Regions from separate parts of the Anser cygnoides genome. Here region 2 is linked to region 1. Evidence: chromatin contacts called from public Hi-C data. All regions are on one chromosome and are shown on one strand. Each heading gives the region's core, a stretch centred on a gene start, on an enhancer-like site or on the middle of the called end of the contact. The rest is flanking DNA. Distances are from core to core; before and after follow the strand shown. Region 1 holds the start of FNBP1L (formin binding protein 1 like). Region 2 overlaps BCAR3 (BCAR3 adaptor protein, NSP family member).

Region 1 (6,056 bases), core at 2,033-4,532:
CAGTCACTACAAAAACAAATGCACGAATAATAAAATTATCTGTGGAACAACACTTAAAATTCATCACAAAAATTTTGTTGTGGAAAAAAGAGAAACATTTCACATAGTGTGGAAAAAAAGGTAAAACAAAAGTTCTAATGACAGAATGGCTTGAACAAATCAACATTTATTTCACTATTATTAGTTTGTATTATTTTATAGTGTTATCAAAGGATCATTACTGAAAGCAGTTACACACCAGGGAATATGCTGTTTGGCCAAGACGCACTAAAAACACGAAGCACCTCTACTTCAGCCTTCCCAAGATATATGTGCGTTGGCCACCGTATACCTAATTCTGAGTGGTGGACTTATAAAAATGGTTGACTGAAAGGCAAAAACGCCCAATAATCCACAAATAGAAATAGCAGCTGAAGAATTTAAGAATTAGGAAATACTGGCCCATCAAAGAAAATCTTTCCCTTTTTTCATGATATAACCATTGAAGATACTTTAAACATGAACAACATATGCAGCACTTTAATACCAGAAGAACCATATTAAACAGGTACCACATAAATATTGGACATGAGTTGTTTTTTCTAATCCCCTAGATTTTCTTCTGGATCCTTATTTCCCTCTAAATGTACCCTTGCACGCTTTTTACTTTATCAGAAGTACATACGGACTCCAGGAAAATAAATAAACAAATACATCAGAACTGCGAATCAGCGTCAAATACCAATGATCAGCATGAAGAGATACTAAGGAGCTTGACACAAAAACACCAGTGTACGAGGAGAGCCTACATACACATTTGCTTACAAACACATTGTGAACGTTTGCTCAACATCCAGAAAAAATGTCCTCCAGATGCGAGCCTTGATCCCACCAACCTGCCCTTCGGAACCCCAGGCGCCAGCGCTACCAAGGGCGAGGCCTCTCCCTGCTGTGCCCACGCCGAGCACAGCACACCGTGCCGCTGGATGCCCCGCGCCGAGCCGCAGGCACCCCGCTGCCATTAGCGAATCCAGCCTGGCTCTGCTGCTTCGAGGCTGCGCTGAAGGTAGCAGCAGGGGAAGACGAAGGGAAAGCCTCACAACGAAAACACAGCTAACACTTTAACTGCCCATTCTTTGCAGCCCTGTCTCCAAAGCTCCCAAAGCACTGTTTTTCATTGTGTTTTTGGTCTAGAGAGAAGCTAATATATTTATAAACAGAATTTTACACCAGAATTAAAAGATAAATGTTTCTCTGCCCACTTAAAGATGTCAAAGCAAACGTTTGATATTCTTTTCAATTGGTATGAGCAGCACTGAACTTTTTTTTGTGTAAGAAAATACTTGGCATTATAGCCCTAAGATACTATTTTTCAAAAAGCATGACATAATTCAACAAAAGTAACCCATTTAGAAGGTACATTTTAATATAAAAACTTAAATTATCAGAGAAGCTAGCTATATACCTACAAACAGACCATTATATATATATATATATATATCCGCATCTGTACCTTAAGGAAGTAGCTATCGCCTAATAGTATGAAAAAGCGTATTAAATTTTGCTGAAATAAAAGCAGTAGCATAGAACTTTTAGTTTAAATATCTGGCATTATTTCTTTAAACCAGCACAATAGAATTAGTGACTTAGGGAAAAAAATGTAGTAGGTCTAGATACAATTCAGGCACAATTCTGTGTCACAATTATGACACTGTAAATAAAATTGCCTTTTATTGAAATGAAGTCTGAAGTTGAAATCCATCTTTTTGTACGTATTTCTGAAGCTTTTTCTCGCAACACTGAACACCAGACAGAACACAAAACCTTAGCTATCATTCGCAAGCCGAACAAAGAAAACAAGATTAAGAGGCTGCCAAAAGGAACAGAGATGAGTAAGCTGAAAGTCTGGTTTCTGAAACGATACGTATTTAAGTACACGCAGAAAAAAATTCAGCGTTCTCCTCCAACGCACCACCCCGACTCTCCCCAGCACCAACCTATAACCTCTCCCGGGTAGGGGCGGGTGCACCAGACGACCACTGAGATCTTTTCCAACCTTAACGATTCCACGGCCGTAGTACACACAGGCACGCACTACAAAGGCGCACTCGCGCTGCTACTAACCCCGTCTCTTCTCGGTGCCGCTGGCCGCACCAGTGTCCATTTGGTCTCCTCACAGCCGAGCCGCGCGCCCCTCGCGTGCTGCTGCCCCCTGCACGCCCCGGCCGCATAGGGGCACGGCCCAAGCGACGGCCGCAGCCCCTCGGCAGCTCCGACGCCGCTTCCCCACACGGCACGGGGGAGACGGCGCTGCTGCAGCCCCCCCAACCCCGATCCACCCTAAATCCCCCCCCCGGCCCAGGCAGCGCCGCTCCCGGCGCCCAGCGCGCCCCGCAGCCATGCGGGACAAAGAGGCTGCTGGAGGCGCGAGGGGCGTCATGGCCGAGCCGCGGCCGCGGGCTGCTGCACCCGGGTTTTCGGGAATATTTTCCTCAGGGCGTGTGTGCGCGCTTCGCGCCCCGGTCCGCAGGGGGCCCGCCGAGCCCCCTCAGCGCTCTCTGCCCCGTTCCCCCCACCGGCTCGTGCTGGTGGCCGCCCCCGCTCTGGAAGGTTCCCTCCGGAGAAGCCCCCGGGGCGCGGCGCCGCAGACAAAGCCAGGCCCGCTGCTCCCCCAGGCCGCTACCGGGACCCCCACACCCCCCACGGCCGCCCCCGAGCCCCGGGTACGGCGCTGCCCGCCGAGCGCCCGCCTCTCAGCCCCGCCTCGGCGCCCCCCTTCCCCACCGCCCTCGGCAGCGCCTCTCCCCCCTCACACCGCCCCGACCCCCCCCCTCCCTTCGCCGGTGCCACCGCCCTTCCCCAGCGCCGAACAAAGCAGCCGGGCCGGGGGGAGGCGGCGGGTGCCGACACAATGAGCGGCCGGCCGGCACTCACCCACAGCTCCGTGCCCCAGCTCATGGCGGCTCCGCGGGCAGCGCCGGCTGCGGCTGAGGCGGCGGCGGGGACAGGGGGCGGCCGGAGAGGGTCCCGCCGGTGCCCTCGCTCAGCGGGGAGACGCGAGAGGCGGCACCACGAACGGCGGCGCTGCGAGCTGCGGCCCCGCCTGGCTCGGGGAGGGGGAGCCGCGGAGGAGACTGGGAGAGGGGCGGGCTCGGCGCGGGAGGCCGAGGCTGGGCCGGGCTGAGGCGCCGCTCCCGGGGGAGGCCCGGCGCCCAGCCTCCCTCCCGCGGCGCCTGGCGACCGGCCCCCGGCCTGATGCGCCGCCCGGTACCGGGCAGGAGGCGGCATCGGCAATGCTCCTTAACGACACGGGAGGGGTGGGAGCGGCCGCACCCCCTCGGCCCTGAGGGGACGCCCGGGGCCAGAGCTCGCGCAGCGAGACCCCGGCCCTCGCTGCTGCGCCTCACGGCCGGCCAGGCACGCGCTGAGTCACGGCGGGAGCGGCCCCGGGCACACCTGAGGCGGTGCGGGACCCGGCCCCGCCGCGCGGGTAGTGGTCCCCGGCGGGAACAGGGAGCTTCCTCAGCGACTGGAAAGGAAATGGTGTTAAATCCTCGCAATTTTTCCACCAAAATGTCCGTTTTGAAACCTTGTAGAAGGCAGAGGCTTGGAGAGCCATCAAAATTCCCCTCAAAACATCAGTTTTTGGTTTTCCTCCCATTTTTACTCAAAAATTGCAGCAAGGACTCAGTGAAAATACTGCTGTTCTGCTCAGTCTCCATCAAGAAAAAAACAGCGACTTAAATCCAATCATTTTTTTTCATTTCCAAAGTCACCTTCCAGGTATTGCTCGTTCACATCACACATAATTGACATTTAATCTTACCTTCTTCCTTATGAGAGCAAAATGCAAATTCTTTTAGATCTATATGAAACCATTACAGTAAGATAATGTGAATTATCAAAATAAGCAGATGAGATCACAGGTCAACGATGTCATTTCTGGAGTTAAGTGTTGGAGCCAGTCACATTACACTAGAAATGTATTTGGTCTGGGGAAAGCCACAAGCTGAACGATTCTGCCACGTGCTGTGGTGGCCAACGTAGAGGATGTTTTAGCAAGCCAGCGGTCACAAAACCCCAGATTTGGGCTCAAATTCCACACTTGGGCTCACTTCAATTGAACAGATGTTAATTCAAACAGTTTGTACATTGCATGTTACTGAAAACATTCACCAGGCTGGAAGCATTTTGAGGATTCTGATAATGAAGCACTGATGAATAAAAGAGTAATCAAATATATTTGAACTTATTCAATTCACATGCTTTTAAGGATTAGGAAGAAAAACTTAGATCAACTCTTTGCTTAGCTACTTTTTCAATAAAGTTTGATTTTTAGTTTGCTCCTAACCCAAACTTCTTCCTAAAAGAGCAATCATATGTATCTCAGGTGTGTTTACACACAGGTGCATTTCACCTTTACTTCAACTAGGAGCCACCTGTTCATCCATAATGAAAAGATCATAGCTCATTTCAACAAACTACAAATGTAACTTCAAATCAGTTAAAAGACATAAGAGCAGTTATTTAAGTTCCCAAAGAACCTGGAATTCCTAAGCAATATATAAAGACCTTAGGATCAAACCTAATTTTAGCTCACTGAAGATAAAATACAAGTCTTAGCAGCGTAACACTTAGTATCTCAGTTTAGAGAGAAGTCTGACATCAGCCACCATAAGGCCCTTTCCTGTTCAAGTACAGTCTTGCTTTAGGAGATTCCCATCCATACAGTGAGCTATGCTCTTCTCCAGTTTAGCAGTTCAGGATGTGAAGTGATCTAGCTGTAAGATGAGGGAAAAAGCCTACTGCATCTCTGCGGGATATTGCTGGAAGCATGATAATTAATCATTTAGAATTTTGACGTTGTTTCCTTATCAGGAACTGCAATTGGCCCTACTCCTAGACATAATTAAACAAATATTACCCCACAGATTTTATTCTCTTAGTCACACCTCTGAAAACATTTATCTTCAGAAAAAGTGCCGATGATTAAAGAAGTCTCACCCAAGGGACTCAAGAAGAGAAATACACTGAAGACATATTTAAGTAATTTTTACACACAAAAGCTCCATGATAAATTGCATTGTCTTAGTATCCTTATAACCCATTATCATCTTCTAGATGATGATGACAGCTTATATTTAGCTTAGAAAAAATTACTACTGTACTTAGCTGTTTTTTCCCATCATTGATGGATTAACAAGGGCTTTAAAAGAAAACTGCCTAATTTTATTTTTAGGCCAAATCTACACCACTCTAGTTATTACAATTGTTACATGTTCTGTTAAATCTGTTCACTTCTCAACAGAATCTACTCAGATTTACAAGTGTACCTAAGGATATTACCTTGGCAGAACAACAATTTGCGTAATTAATTTGGAGTGGCAGAGAAGTCTGTCTGGCACTCCCTGCGGGCACGCTTCCTAAAGACAGAAGCAGCTTAGCTTTCCATTGCCACAAAAATCCGCAGGACCAAACAAACCATTTCCAAGTATCTCTTTCTCAGTGTGAAATGCTATTAATCCTTTTCTCTGCTAGCCAGCAGTCTTTGTTATATTAAAATTGGATTTTTACTCCACAAAGAAATGTTGCAAAAGCATATTCTCTTTTCACTTCAAAAAGAAAAGAATTTAGCTTTTCCCTTTATTTATGCATTTCCTCCCTTGCCAGCATTCCAAGTGCTCTAATTTCTAAAAATATCCCATGTTCTTAACACCTGTGTGGTGAGCAGATGATCATTATTTTACAGCTAGGAAAATATCTAGAGACAAAAGGAGTCTTGACAATTCTACTTGCTTTGCTATCTGCACAGAATTCCTCTGTCTCCCAGAGGCTGGTTATTCAACAATAACCAGCAGCTTCCAAAATGTCTGTAGTTATGCATCTGGCTACAGGCTTACTTCCATTGGGTTCGTATTTCTACTATTAGAGAAAATATTTAAACTCACTTTTAAATATTTTTTTAAAATATTTTTACATGCGAGCATTTTTGACTACTTTTTTTTTTTTAAAAAAAGCAGAAAACTAACCGTATTAGACTGCACTACTTCTGCTTCAAGGCAAAAGTAAAACAGCAC
Region 2 (6,056 bases), core at 1,739-4,238, 81 kb before region 1:
AGAGACCTGACTGCAGTCTGCCATCTTTAGTGCTGATCTGTTCTTAACTGTTACTGAGCTGTGTCCTTTGTGCAGAATACTTGTCATTTTGGGTTTTCAGTATTGTTCCACAGGAACTGTGCTTTGAAGATGATAGTTATATATGTGATTGGGTCCTTTTCATTATCTTGTGGGTGGACTAATAGCAAAGGCTGATTGGCACATGAAAATGTTTATATTTAACTCCTTCACAGTGGCACCTGACTTAAGTTGATTTTTAAACATATATAAATACATAAACCACAAGGGGGAGTGAGTATATAGCTTGTTGAAGTCAAATTATTAAAGAGCATTTCAGGTACTCTTCCTGACAAAGTGTATGGAGGTGAAGCTCCTAATCTCTCAGAGCTATGTTTATAGAAACTAATTAGGGTAAGACTGGTATGTTGTGCATGTCTGTACAATCTTACCTCTTTTTGACATACTGTTTGGCTATAGGTTGGCCTGTAGAGAAGGCAGCAGAAGGAACATTAGAAGTATATTTCAGTAGAGATACCATCTATTAATTTGTGTTCTCAGAGAAGCAGGATTTGCTGATTGTGGTTTTTGTATGTCAAATACTATTAGAAACTAAGCACCTATGTGAATGAGAGAATATAATGTTATGTTGGCTATCTAGAACACGCTGAGGTCATTTGCCTCCTTGCCCTCAAATCTTTCCATTAGGAAAATGTTGCAAGGGAGCATATAAGCTGAGGTGAGCTTGCTGCTTTTGTTTCAATTTCATCAAAGTGTATTACGCAAAAATGTGTGAGGGAAACAGGCCTTTCCAAACTCATACATGCTGCTAAAGAGTTTGAAAAACTGAGCTCCAGCAGAGCCCAAATGACTTGTGGATTTAATTTTTAAGTGTTACACAACCAAAACCCCTCCTTCTATAAAAGGGAAGTATTCTTGGATATTTGGGAGTTTTCAATAGAAGGTTGATTTTGAGGTGCCTCCCCTCGGCAAAGTAAAATATATGTATATATAATTTTTTTTTTTTTGAGTTACAGTTGAAATTGGAGTAAATCTCAGATAAACACTTTATTTTGATAGGACTGGAGAGATTTTCAGAAGAAGAAATCTGCAGCTAGCGATTGCATTAAATGGGTCCTTTTTATATGCAAGAGAACTGTACTGTGTCAAGTAAAGCTGAAGTTAGACTAATGACAGCTACGTCGGGTAAAAAGAGAAGAAAATATGAGCCAGAAGTTTGGAACTAATTCTGAAAAAAAAAGTAAATTTACGCCTTTTCAAATTTATTTATTTATTTATTTATTTATATTCCAATACAAGGAATAAATTGAAAAAATAACAGGTGAGGCATTACAAAATAGCTTCATGTTTGTACACAAGTTGGCAGACAGTAGATGGAGCTCAAGCATATATAGACTAGTTTTTGATAAGTTATATAAAACTGGCTGGTGGCCTCTTAATAGATGGCTGTAAGACAAACTATGCCTATTGTCAGATGTCTGAAAAGTTTGCATGTTATTAATAAAAGACCAGGTTTTTCAAAGGTATTTGGATATCTTAAAGTGCGCCTTAGGACCCAGTAGGAAGCTCTTCAGGAGGTTCGGCACCTATTTCTTCCAGTTTCCAATCTGTATTTTTAGATAAATCGTATTTCTAAAGAGATTTCAACACTGAATACTAAATAGATGCAAACTCCATGTTCTTACTCTTCCTGTACAACAGCTACAGGCCTTACAGAACTGCAATAGAAGGAAGGAGTTTTGCTGACCTCTCCTGTACCACACCCTTGCAATGCAAACAAATGTAATTACAACTACAGCTCTATCTATTGCTTTATTATCAGGAGCTGCACCAACAGCCTGCAGGAAGTGAGGTTAGAGGAGGGACATGAAAGAGTCAGTTCCAGTAAGACATATCACAGGAGTGGTACGACCTGAGCTGGGTGGTGGGACATTATGGTACCTGTAGACAGTTGAGTTAAGGACAAATAAAAGTAAGCAGTGTTTTTGAACTGTGTTGTCATCCCTTTTCTCCCACGTATTCTACAATTTAAAAAGTGTTCAGCTGTAACCAGTTGGGCACTACCTGTATTTGGAGGCATCCCCCACAGAAGTTTAGTTAGGGATGCTAGGCCATGTCCTAATGACTAAGTACTAAGACTAAACAGTAGTGGGCGTTGTGAAGATGCTGTTTGTGTGGACAACTTGTTTGTCAGTTGTATCCTCTGTTTCCTGACTTTTCTTGCATCAAAAGAACAAATAATTAGTTATAGAGAGAAGTCATACATACTAAATGAAGAATGTTCCAATCTTAGGATCTCCATGCTTTGATTTGTTTTTTCTCTTTAAAATTTTATTCATATTATACCTTATTACAACCTTATGGATGCCATTTTATAGCAATAGGTGCTCACAACCCTTGTTAGATTGTGCACGTGCACTGTGCAGTCAGGAGGTGCCTGCCATATGTCGTCACTTGTCCCACGCACTGTGCAAGCAGGAGGTGCTGTATGCCGTATGGTGACATGAGTCCAGTGCCAGTGAGTGGCATGCTCTGGATTGGCTGCCTGCTGCATCAGATCCGATTTATGCTGTTGACCCTTGTACTGTACACCATGTCTTCTCTCGTTTATAGTTGGCTTTCTGGGTGGATTGTTTACTTTCACTTAGTGAAAAGAAATCTAATGTAGCATTGCATGTATTCCACTGGATATTGTTGGGCTGATTTAAATGCTTAGGTGATTTGTCGATGTAGCACCATCTAACAGTGGCAAGTCACCAATTCCATTGTGTAGTTTAGTCTAAAATTATTTCTCTGTAATATGAAATCAAGAATCATAACTCTATGTGTGAATTATAAGTACACCCGTGAATATAAGTGCTGTTTGGACCAGATGATCTCGATGGTATTTTCCAACCTTTATGATTCTATGGAAATAACTTTTTTGTAGCTCCGCAGACTGTTCTGATAACTTCAGACTGCTTGTGAGCTTTCAAGTATTTGTATTTTTACAGAGTTCGGTTGCATTACTTGAGCCACTTGCAACTTTGAAGCCAAAGAAATCTTTGATTGGTTTTGTGATGAGAGAAAAAGAAGCCCAAAACCTCAAGAGAAATGATTCCTACATTGTGTCTCATTTAATGTGTAAGATTAAAGCAGCCTAAAAGGATTCCCCCAGAACAGGTTTGTACTATCCAATGTGAATACTTCAAGCTCTTGCATATGCAATGTGCTGTGAATGGGGCTGGAGACAGTTTAGGTGTGTCAGGAGAACAGTCCCGATCTGCAGTGCTGGATAAATGTAATTTAAACCAGATCACGAAACTCCCTAAATAACTCTACAGGCTTTATAATAATACAGATGGGATCGGGAGAGACACCTTAATTTCTCTTCCTGTTGGACTATTAGGAACCTGATACAGAATGTGATCAAGTGTCCTTAAATTTGTGTCCTTAAGTTCTATGAGTTTAGAAAGACTTTCTTAATAAACTTACCTATCAAAAGCACTCTAGCCAGCCATCCTTAGAAACAAATGAAGGCATTTTCAGATATTTTAAGATTCTTGGCAAGAATCTTTGAAAACAAAGAAAGGAATCTGATATGATAATTGATCTCCTGATGTTGGAAAGTATTAGAAAAGCATTGATAGATTGACTTAGCAGAAAGATCACATTTGATGTTTCTTAGGTGCATGAAACAGTTTATTTCTCGTGCAGTCAACCCAAAGTACCAGCAAAAGGTTGCAGAACAGGAGAGTGGAAATGGCTGAACCATCCTTAGCTCCTCTGAGTCAATATTTACTAGATATAAATTAAGTGTAATTTGGAGCAGCCTGAAGGCTGTTCATAATCATGCTGGCTGAAAGAGCTCCGTGGTAGCCAACAGTGCAAGAATTATTTTACCATTACCCAGAGGTTTCTTGTGTACTACTTTCTTCCAGTAGTCTTAATTTTCATAGTGATGTATCACAGTGTCATACGAAGGTTCCAGTTCTGACTCTGGTTCTTAAGAATGCGTCATCTATTCATTGAACCATATGTGCAGAGCTTGTGTAACCTTTATTAAAAAAAAATCCTATTAGTTTTGCTTAAAAAAATAGATTCGCTATCTAAATAAAGCACTCTTTCCTGCTGGTTATACTATTGATTTAAAAACAAACAAACAAAAACCAGCTGCTGTGTAAAATAGTACAGTATTATTTTTAAGGGTTAATTTCATTGTTTCTGGCATTCCCACACCATACATAGTTTTTTATTCTTTAATTTGTAATTTATGCAGTACAGTTTGGGTTGAGCAGTGGATGTAAAACTTTTTTTTACTGCTGCTTAGTAACAAGCCTTTCAAATGAAAAATAGGTACGCCCACATTGAGTACACATTAGGCCAAATTTACTTTCCAGATTGAGCTGTGCTAGTCTCATTGAAGCAAAGAGATTGTGCCTACAAGCAAGGTAGTCAGTTGAAGATGCTCATTCAGTCCCAATGCTTTCAGTACGGAAAATACTAGAGGGGGAATCCAGGTCCTGTTGAAAAGGTTTGGGAAGATGATTCATATGTAAAAAAAAAAAAAAAAATCCTTTGCCTTGCTTGTTTTTTTTTGTGTGCTGTTTCAGGTGAAGGAACTCTGTCAGGAATTGTATCATTGGAGCTAGACCATTTAAACTATACCACTGAGTTTCCCTAGGTAAATGAGTCACACAAGAAGTTGCAAAACTAGTAGGTCTTTCTGAAAGACATGAATGTACACGTAAAGTCATCAAGGCCTGGGGAAATGTGTGCATTAACTAGTGAACCACAACAGTGGTTGGATTTGCAGTCTAGGGCTTGATAAAGAAGGAAAGCACAAGTACGTAAAGGATATTGCATCCTCTCTGTTGTCAGAAGTACCGTATCATGCTGTTGGGATTTGGGGGTTGTTTCTTTTTTTTTCCTTTCAATAGATCGCTTCATGATGAACTGTATTAGAACTGTCGCTTCAGCCTTCAATTCTTTGGAAATCTATTTTTTTAATTCTTACGATGACTGAGAACTTTTGTCTGAATTCTAGTGTAGGTTTATTCATTGCTAAGTCATAATAAATCCCCCCCTGCAAGCACCTTTCCTTTTTCAAACTGATTTCTGATTCTTTTTGGAGCAAAGGTAACCCACCTTACTTTTCATTGCTAAACCATTTAGCTTCTGTTGCCAAAATAACTTACTCATCCTAATAGCTCTTTTCATCACCTGGTATGGTTTTGAGTTACTTGTATTGTGCACTGATTCCTAATACTTTCTTGTCATCATTACACAGTAGAAATGCTATATAATAATTATTCAAGGATGCATCCTTGAATTTCATTTCCCTTTTTGTGTGTGTGTGTGTTTTTTTCCTCCTCTATAAATTGGATTAGGATGTTACTATAAGAATTTCTTTGTGAAGGTTCTTAAGAAATACCATCTTTGATATGTCCTCCCATAGTACCAAAAATGTCCAGACACAGTCACAGTCAAGGCTTTCGTCTTTGGAATTCTTCAGAGTATCTTTTGATCTTCTCTTCTCTAAAGCAATCTTAAGGATTTCCTCAAAGTGGAAAAAGAACTTAAAGTATATTAAAATACACTGCATCATAAAACAGAGAGAAAAGGAGGTTACTTTCACGTTTAGTGTTTTATTTACTCATTCCTTTTTCCAGTCTGTCAGACTACTTTGAGGTGTTTCTTCTCCCCAGCTATAAGTAGGACTCTGTATTCAAAGCCGTCATTGCCAGCTTCTTTTCTGAGCTATCTTTTATCCTTCTTCTTGTCAAGGTAATCACTTTTGAGTCCATTTTCTTTCATTCTAGAGAGTTTTCCTTTCCTCAAAAGAGTCACAGGCATAACATCTCCTGCACTGAGCCATGTAGTGTGACTAATTTTATGAACATTCGGTTTTATTGCTTAATTTGGTGCTAGTTACCTGCAAACATTTGGTGGTCAAACAGGGTAAGAGAACTTCACACATCACGCTTCCTTTTTCTTGGTTTCAAGACTGGGGTTACATTTTCTGTTTGAATGGTCTCTCCATTCCCCTTGCTTTGAAA

Evidence for each region. A called contact is a pair of places that touch in the nucleus more often than the background predicts.
Region 2: a contact with region 1 is called in a Hi-C map of liver, with 7 times the contacts expected there. The contact joins the enhancer-like site here to the promoter of FNBP1L in region 1. A contact is called at or near these places in 5 of 7 Hi-C or Micro-C datasets (fetal liver, granulosa cells and liver).

The regions. Positions count from the first base shown.
Region 1 is chr8:2,153,514-2,159,569 of Taihu_goose_T2T_genome, reverse strand. FNBP1L (formin binding protein 1 like) reads right to left here and starts at 3,282. Exons shown (of 14, transcript XM_048067071.2): 1 at 2,914-3,282. The coding sequence starts at 3,267.
Region 2 is chr8:2,234,328-2,240,383 of Taihu_goose_T2T_genome, reverse strand. The region is part of intron 3 of BCAR3 (BCAR3 adaptor protein, NSP family member); the gene reads left to right. Among named protein-coding and RNA genes, the nearest start is that of TRNAR-UCU, 69 kb to the left of the region's middle. Within about 2 kb of position 2,988, at least 2 of the 3 cell types and tissues checked have open chromatin away from gene starts, as enhancers often do. A contact at or near this core is called in fetal liver and liver, where this site is marked.